Linked DNA regions of Sus scrofa: region 2 is linked to region 1. Evidence: chromatin contacts called from public Hi-C data. All regions are on one chromosome and are shown on one strand. Each heading gives the region's core, a stretch centred on a gene start, on an enhancer-like site or on the middle of the called end of the contact. The rest is flanking DNA. Distances are from core to core; before and after follow the strand shown.

Evidence for each region. A called contact is a pair of places that touch in the nucleus more often than the background predicts.
Region 2: a contact with region 1 is called in a Hi-C map of retroperitoneal adipose tissue, with 1.6 times the contacts expected there. The contact joins the promoter of FGF2 here to the enhancer-like site in region 1. A contact is called at or near these places in 6 of 47 Hi-C or Micro-C datasets (embryonic fibroblasts, epiblast stem cells, heart right ventricle and 2 more).

Annotation. Positions count from the first base shown.
Region 1 is chr8:101,289,109-101,293,536 of Sscrofa11.1, reverse strand. NUDT6 (nucleoside diphosphate-linked moiety X motif 6) reads right to left here. Exons shown (of 8, transcript XR_002346434.1): 7 at 3,190-3,368. The region is part of intron 3 of FGF2 (fibroblast growth factor 2); the gene reads left to right. Among named protein-coding and RNA genes, the nearest start is that of NUDT6, 49 kb to the right of the region's middle. Within about 2 kb of position 2,571, at least 2 of the 83 cell types and tissues checked have an H3K27ac peak or open chromatin away from gene starts, as enhancers often do. A contact at or near this core is called in retroperitoneal adipose tissue, where this site is marked.
Region 2 is chr8:101,341,450-101,345,877 of Sscrofa11.1, reverse strand. FGF2 (fibroblast growth factor 2) reads left to right here and starts at 1,794. Exons shown (of 5, transcript XM_021100546.1): 1 at 1,794-1,957; 2 at 2,015-2,622. The coding sequence starts at 1,794.

The DNA.
Region 1 (4,428 bases), core at 1,322-3,821:
TCTTAAATATATTCCTTTTCCCTTGGATGTGTATTGATTCTTTCTGACTGCATCAGCTTGAAAGAAATCTGTTGTATAAGAGTTAATTTAGCAATGCTCAAAAATTTATCACAAACACTTAGGGACAAAGCAACAGCTGTTCCACATAAATGGAAAAGTCAGGATTTATCAGTTTCCTTTGAGGAATGGCACCAGCCAAGATCCCGTTGTTCCAGCTCCCATCATAGAATCTATTCCTGCCAAGTTCACGAGTTAATCTCTAGTCTTACCATTAAATTTGTGTCGCTTGCTGCCTTGACTTTTCAGCAGCAGTCCTCTTTCACATTAGTTTGGGTGGGCTGTGTTAATTTTCAGATGAAAAAGTAGTGTTCCTACCCCAAAAACAAGGAGGCAGTGTTGGTGGTTCAGTAAGTGGCATATTTCTGAGTCAGATCCATAGGTATCAGACTGTCAACAACAGCAGCTTTTAGGAAGAAACTCAAAGTCTTGACCCTTGGCTTTTAATATCATCTGCCAACATTTAATGCATTGAAATGAATCACTGATGGTGAAAGACATCGTAGTGGGGATATCAGCAGGGACCTCACTGAGGTGACAATGAGAAGGGACAACTGGCATGTAAAAGAAAAAACAAAACCCATAGTAATTTTTGGTATAAGTCCAATGTTGTGATCATTTGGGGATGTGGGGGTTCCTTATTACCTGGAGAAACTGGGGTGTATGAACCTGCATTTGCCAAAGGCATAATTCTCCCCACTCTATTTCAGACTGCTGTGTTATGGCACTTCCCTGGGTTCTTCTGCATTTTTACCTTGTGTGCAATTCCCACTTTATAGGAAAACATTATAATTTCTCCTCAGAAAGAAGAGTAATCTAGACATATAACCAATTTTGGTTTCTAATAGTCGATTACTAGTTGAGAGTATAAGTTGTGTACCTTTTTTTTTTCCCTCCAACAGCTTCACATATTAATGGCAGAAATGCATTCAGGCTAAGCATTTCTCACTGTTTGAAACATTTAAGGGTCTTTTCCCCTCTTTGAAGCTAGAAAATATGAAAGTTCAAAGAGTAACTATATTTATCTGCCAAAGCCTAAATTTAGAGGCTAAAGTTGAGTAGTTTTTTAATATGCAACAGACTCCTTATTTCATTCCACAGGCAAGATAAATTTTGTTGCTATGAGCAACAGAACCCCAGAACAAAATATTAGGATTTATAATTTCTTCAGTGTTCAAAAATTGCATATAGTGAGGTTAACTGTAGTTTTAAGTTTAAATCACTATATAACCTTTTTTCTTTCTTTCTTTTTTTTGGTAAAGCTTTTTAGGGCCTCACCCATAGCATATGGAGGTTCCCAGGCTAGGGGTCTAATCGGAGCTACAGCTGCCAGCCTCCATCACAGCTACAGTAATGCAGGATCTGAGCTGCGTCTGTGACCTACACCACAGTTCATGGCAAAGCTGGATCCTTAATCCGCTGAGTGAGGCCAGAGATCGAGCCTGCAACCTCATGGTTCCTAGTCGGATTCATTTCCACTGTGCCACGAAGGGAACTCCACTACATAACCTTAATAGTAGCACTGGTATGAAAAAATCTGCCTGGTCTCTATCTGCTAGAAAGTTACATGTTGTTTTCTATGTTATGTGATAGATTATGATAACTTGAACAAAATATCTTAGCATTAGAATTGTGTGTGATTTGTGTTCACCCATAAGAGTGAAATACAAAAAATTATTCATATTCTGAGGATATACAGTTAATGTAAAATACTTTTTAAATTTACCAAATAGGTTTCTTAGTTGAGGGGGCTTTAAAATTGAAACACACATTAAGTAGGGAAAAATTGATTTTTGAGGGTTCACTTATTCAGACTGGCAATATATGCCGATCAAATTTGTCAGAAAAAGGTAGCAATCACAGAGGAATGTTTTTCATTTTTAAGAGACATAATTCTAGATTAAATGCTAAAGTTACTGCTTAATAGGAATTACTGCTTTCATAAATCAATCTTAAATTTTATGTAACTTATATATATTACAATATTAAGATTAAATTAATTTTTCAAAATCTGTATGTCTTACTTTGTTTTGAATAGTCAACACTGATACTTACGTCATGTCTGTTTTTAATTCTCAGAAGTGGTGTAAGCAAAAGCATTTTTGGATTCATGTTGAGCAAACTCCCTCATAAGCCAAAACTGCAAAATCAAAGTACTGTAAAAGAAACAAACAATCCAAAAAGCAGAGCATGGGGGAATGGCCATAAGGGTCAATCTAACATTTAGCAGTGCATGAGAATTTTGAGACCAGTGCAAAAGGAGGGGAGTTGGGAGGGCAGGGAGAATTTATTCAAGTTTTTTTTTTTTCCTATAATATGCTAGGGCTTAAAAAAGATTATTTTATAGGCTTTCAAACCTTAAAAACTGTTAAGATTGTGAGGAATCTTAAAGATCTAATCCAATCTTATTTTACAGGTGAGAAAAATAAGGCTCAGAGGTTAAGAGACTTGCTCAAAGATAACAGGTTAGTTAAGGATCAAGACAAGAGTGGAACCCAGTTTCCTGGCTCATCAAAGATCCTCACAGATGTTGTTAGGACAGTCAGATTCTTGGAGTGGTCCAACTGGCTTAGCTTCCTCAGGGACTAAAGAGTCCATAAAGTTATTCTGTATTTCAAAAGTTAGTCAGGGTTTTCCTGGGTCTTAGTTCTCCAGTTCTTATTTAGATTTTGCAATGCCAATGAATGGTATTTTTACTGTAGCCTATCTAAAACAGTTTCATTTATTCATATAATTTAGTGTATTTTACTCATCACATGCTATGTGCCAGGCATTGATGCAACAACAGAAGAAAATCTCCACCCACATGACATTTATAGTCTAGTGAAATAAAGTGGACATGTATATATAAATAAATGATCTGTATTTGGATGTCATAGAGCACAAAAATAAATGTTTTTGTGATCAAATCTGTAGCCAGAGGTCTTTTTTTTTTTTAAATTTTGATTTCAGAATAGTTTTAGGTTTACAGGAAGGTTGTGAAGATGGTACAGAGTTTCTATATACTCCACACCCAGCTTCTCCCATTAGCATGTTACATTAGTATGGTACAGTTGTCATGACCAACAAGCCAATACTGAAGCATCAATGTTAGCTAAAGCCCAACTTTATTCCTATTTCCTTAGTTTTTACCTCATGTCCTTTTCTGTTCCAGGATCTCATTCAGGATACCACATTTAGTCATCATGTCTCTGTAGTCTCCTTCAGACTGTGACATTTCCTTAGATTTTCCTTTCTTGGATTACTTTGACAGAATACTGGTCAGGTATTTCTCAGAATGTCCTTCAATCTGGGTTTGCCTGATGTTTTTCCTGGCGATTAGACACAAGTAATGAGTATTTGGGAAGTAGATAACCTTGGGAGAATAATGTACTGCTTTCATCACATCATTAAGGGAACACGCTTTTCACCCTTATTAACCCTCATCACCTGGCTGAGGTAGTGTTGTCTCCACTGTCAAGTTACTCCTATCTCCCCTTCCCATACTCTGTTCTTTGTTCCATCTCCTTGAGGAGGAAGTATGCACATAAATATGCAGAATTCTTTTGTATGAAAACGTGTCTATCCTCCATTTATTTATTTAATCATGTATATCAGTATATACACATGGATATTTTTTATACTTGGGGTTGTAATCCAAAACTGCAGTGTTTGTTATTCAGATTGTTTCAGCTTTGGCCACTGGGAGCTTTTTCAGTTGTCTCCTATACTCTTTGACATAAACCAGTCAGTACGGGGTGTTTTGAGTACTTCCTTACTTTATGGCCTCTAAGAATGCGCCAGGTTTACCCTATATTCCTTATGCCAGCCTAGAATGAGCCATTTCTCTAAGGAGCCTTGGTTCCTTCTGTTGGAAAATGGTGTTAGAAAACAAGATCTGCGTGTACATACTGCTACTGAGGTGTGTTTGCTTCTAGGCCCTCTTACCTGAGAGAGCAAGGAATATAGACATATAGAAACCTGGGTATGTACACATTTCTATAAATATTTCTATACTTAACCATCTGTATTAATTAAGCTAAAAATGAGTACATACCGATGAATCCAACCCTAATCCACCAATATCACATGAGCCATTTTAGCCTTCCCTGCTGGCTTGTCTATAACCACCCATTGCAACAGTGTTCTCACTGGTTCGTACCTCTCCTAGGATCAGTTTTTTTCATTATGTATAAAGGTATCACATCAGTGTACTTTCTTTTTGAAATTTCAAAGTAATTGTCTAGACAAAAATACAAATTCAACTATTGAAAATGTTGATTATGCTTTTTCAAAACTTTGATTCTTTCCGATTCAGATATCCCACTGAGGGGTCAAACTCCCAGCACCATCTTTAAAATCATTGTTACCAGTTTCAGCAAATGGTTACTG
Region 2 (4,428 bases), core at 545-3,044, 53 kb before region 1:
ATTTATATTCCGAACAATTCTTATTAATTCCAAGGTAATTTATCTTGGTATTGTGAGGAAGTTCTCCTTCTGTTATAGTTTCTAAAGCATTATCTAAAGATATCTAAGGTATCTAAAGCATTGAGGAGTAAGTCCTCCTTCTTTTATAGTTTCCAAAGCATTTTCAGTGGAACCTAAAGGTTTTTAAAATTAATGTTTTCAATTCATCATCTTATAGAATTCTACCGTTGATTCTAGTTATTTTTCAAAATTATTTTTTTATTTTCATCCTTATAGTTGGGTGAATTGAGAATGCAAGTAAGTCGATTGCTCCTGGTGCAGCTGAGACCAAAATGATTGTATGGAAGAATATTGTCTGTCTCTCTGTGTCCATACAAGTGTGTGTTGAGAAGGCTGTGGGTAGGAACTTGAGACAACTTTCTTAATGATGTCTTCTTGGAATTAACACTATTTGCCTTGGAGACCTAGATTCCTAGAACTGGCTTAACCATTTCTTGTGATATCCTGACTTTGAAGGAATTAGAAAACAATCAGTTACTGTACATGGGATGCAATTCTACAAGACCGGTGGTCTATTAGCATACAAATTACTTAACTGCTTGTAGCTGTTCCCCAAATTTCTGGATACTACTGTTTAAAAATATTTTGACTTAGCTTTTATCCCTTTGGTCTTGGAACACAGGTTTCTGTGACAGAGTTCAAGACTTACTCAAATCTAACTTGATTTCAAAGTAAGGGGCAACCTGAAGAGTGCTGCAGTAGCTTCAGGCATTCCCTGGGATACCTACAGAGATCATCTGAAAGGGAGCTCTTTGTTATAACAAATTTTCGGTGCAGAGTAAACCTGTCCATTTTGGAGAGAGATGTCAGAGAAGCCGAATTGGCCCAGATTAAGCCTGGTTTTAAAGCTCCAAAGAATTGATGCACACTCTTATTTAACAGCTTAGAAATGCACCTGGAGTTAAACCTCTCTTGGAGACATGAACAAATGCACTCATGGATAATCTTTCAAAAGCAAACATGTTCTTAAACAGAGGAACTTCTGTATTCTCACCTCTTCCTAGAAGCTTTCCCTAGCCCTGACTACCCTCAAGCTGATTTTGTTTGTGTTGTTCATGCTCCCTATTGTCGCCTTCACTGTGCCAGAAGATCCCATGCAATGAGGCTTTTCTCACTGCATTTACTGAAATGCTTTGCACACAGTAGGCGCTCAGTATATGAATTTTATGGACCAGTATTTTCCTTATCTGTAGTACCTGTTATATTCTACTGAAAGTTAGCGAAGTGCAATTAACTTTAATTTTGTAGTTTGGGATTTTCAGAAAACTACCCTCCTTCCAAGAAATGCCTAACAGTTTAGCTAGAAAAAGACATTAACATGCTTCTAACGTGATAAGGATTTGAGACCCATCTTCATCTTTACACGTTGTCTAATTCAAGTTAAGTTAGTAAAAGGAAAACTCTTTCCTTTTAGCAACCCAATCCTCTCCCCTTCTCTGGCCTCTTTCTTTCCTTCTGTTAGTAAACTACTTCAGCCTCTGCCTTCAATTTTAACAATTTGTGCCTTGCGGGTACCCCTCATCTTTCGGTGATTAGAGAGGTTCAAAACCTACTGTGACACACAATCCTCCCTCGCTTCCGATTCCTCTATTTTTTTCCGGGGTGGAAATAGTTTCTCAGCTTTGAAGAGCTGGCAGGGAAAAAGAATGGGGGAGAAAATTGCATTTAAACTTTGAAAAGTTGAGTCACGACTGGTTGCACAGCAAAAGCTCCTCACTGTGGAGAAAGACTAAATGTCGTTTGGGTGGCGCGGGGTTGGGCTGGGGCGCCTTCTGGGGAACCGGCGGGGTCGAGGGCTCTGGAGCTGCGGAGGCCTTGGCTTTGGCCTCCTGCCGCGCCCCCGCATCTCCCCCGCCCGCGACTGCCTTCCAACTCCCTTTGGATGTCGCGCGCTTGCGTGAGGCAGCCGGAGCGGCCGACCCAGAGGCCGGCCCCAGAAAACCGGAGCGAGTAGGGGGCGGCGCGCTGGAAGGGAGGAGGGCCGGGGGCGTGGGGGTTGGTGGGCGTTTGGGGGTGGAGATGTAGAAGATGTGACGCCGCGCGGCTCGGCCGGTGCCAGACCAGCGGACTCAGAGCCCGCAGTTGCAAGCCGATCCCGGGCGCTGCAGTTTGGGGAGGCGGCCCTGCCGAGAGTGGCGGCCGCCGAGAAACCCAGCCCTAACCCGCAGCTCCAGGGCCGGCGGAGAGCGAAGCGGCCAAACAGCACGAGGCTGGGGGCCCGCGGGCGCGGCCGCGTGCCGCGGGGCGGGAGGCTGGGGGGCCGGGGCCGGGGCCGCGCTCCGGAGCGCGTCGGAGGCCGGGGCCGGGGGTCGGCGGCGGCGGCGGCGGCGGCTCCCCGCGCGGCTCCAGGGGCTCGGGGACCCCGGCAGAGCCCTGGTGGGGCCATGGCAGCCGGGAGCATCACCACGCTGCCCGCCCTGCCGGAGGACGGCGGCAGCGGCGCCTTCCCGCCCGGCCACTTCAAGGATCCTAAGCGGTTGTACTGCAAAAACGGAGGCTTCTTCCTGCGCATCCACCCCGACGGCCGAGTGGATGGGGTCCGGGAGAAGAGCGACCCTCACAGTGAGTACTGGCCCGCTGGTCCTCCCCAGCGCGGTCTCCATCTCGCGCGGTTCTCTCGCCTGCCTTCCAGTCCCCGCTCTCCTTCTTTCCACTCCGACCCCAGTGGGACTTGTGGTTTCTCTCCGCGCTGCCCTCGGCGGTTTCAGGTTCACCGCTCGCCCCCTCCTCCCCCGAGCTGCGGTGGCGGGTAGACGCTCCCCTAGGCTTTGGAGTGTGCCGCTTTCCCCTGGTAAACCAGTCCTCTGGGCCCGGAGCCGCAGGGCGCCCCGGCCTTGCCGGCGGCTTGCTGAGCGCTGACAACCTGTCGTATCCGGGATACCCCGCGGCGGAGCGGAGGTGAGCCGCCCGCCAGGTGCCGCCCGCGCCCCCCAGGCTTGAGTTTCGACCCCTTCTCTCTGGGATGCACGCAGTCCACCCCCCACCCCCCGCCCCCGCAAAGCCGACAGCAGCCGTATTAAAAGGGAAAATACCATAAGAGCCGTGTCTTTAAATTCCAATTCGGTAGGATCCGAGGTGGCTGGCACACTGCTCTCGTCCACCCACTTCTGTTTTTTCCTCCGAATTTTCGAAAGCTGAAAGAAAAAAACGAATGGGCTTTGTGCTATAGATTTTCGTTTCAGTTCTAAAAAGAACTGCAAAAACTTTAATTTTCCATTTGCAGTTATTAGGTTTGGGACCTCGAGAGATACTTAACTTGTGAACCCGTTTCCTCTTCCCGAAAGTGGGGATATTATTTACCTTGCATCGGGTTTGAGGATCAAATAAGAATTTATATAAAGTTATATAAAGTGCTCAGAGGATTCAGTTTACTAGTCTACACTTTGGTTTACTGTAAAAAAAAAAAAAAAAGAAAGTGTTTGTGGTTATAGAAATAAGTCTGGCCTGAGTTATTAGTTCTCAAATTTTAGGAGTGCCTTAGAATCACATGGATAGTTTGTTATCAGGCATGGAGGAACCATCTCCCACAGTTTGATTCCTTCGGTCTGGAGTGGGGTCTGATAATTTGCGATCCCTGGTGATGTTGAGGCGGAGCACACTTTGAGACCCACTGGTCTAGAGAAAAGGGAAGAAAAGGGCATAAAATGAGCTGGTTAAAAAACATTGATGAATTTTAAGTGAAAGAAAGAGGATCAGATGTATTTTAACTGTCATCCTGTAAGTGTAGCTGAAACATCTGTTTTAAAAGCTGTTCTGCCTGGCCTTTCTCTATGGGTTTCAGGTGGAAATTTCATCCTCTTTTTGCATTAGACCCACAGGAGTTTACCTTTTGATGCTAATGGTATGTCCTTCACCCTCGAGGGAGGGGTTAGGAAGAGGAGAAAGTTCTGCAGCCAAACCTGAGTTGACAAATTCTAGAATGGGAAATGTCCTTTTGTAAAAGTTGGGTCCTAATTGATTCCGAAACAGCGAAAGATGCAGGTCTGTAATTTTTTTTCAGGTCTGCCATAATTTAAAAATTTTACCAGCTGCTTACCTTATCCAGTAAAAACTGAAAAGATGCTTGTAGCCCAACATATGGGTTAATGCTCTTACTCTTTTTTTTTGTAGCTAAGTAGGTTTCACAAATTATCTTTGGAGTTTGTTCTGCAGTTGGCTGCCAGACTAGCCCAGCTGATTAGGGCAGGGTGCATGCATATATACCAGTTCATTTTGTCTTTTCTAGGAGTTTAAGAAAGACCATGTTGTTGTGAGTAGAAGACAGAACTCTTCTCCAGATCAGATTCATGTTGGGGCTTCCCCTAGTACTCTTTTTTATTTTTTTTCCAGTTATCTTATTAGTTACATTTTTTTCCACTTTGAAGCTTC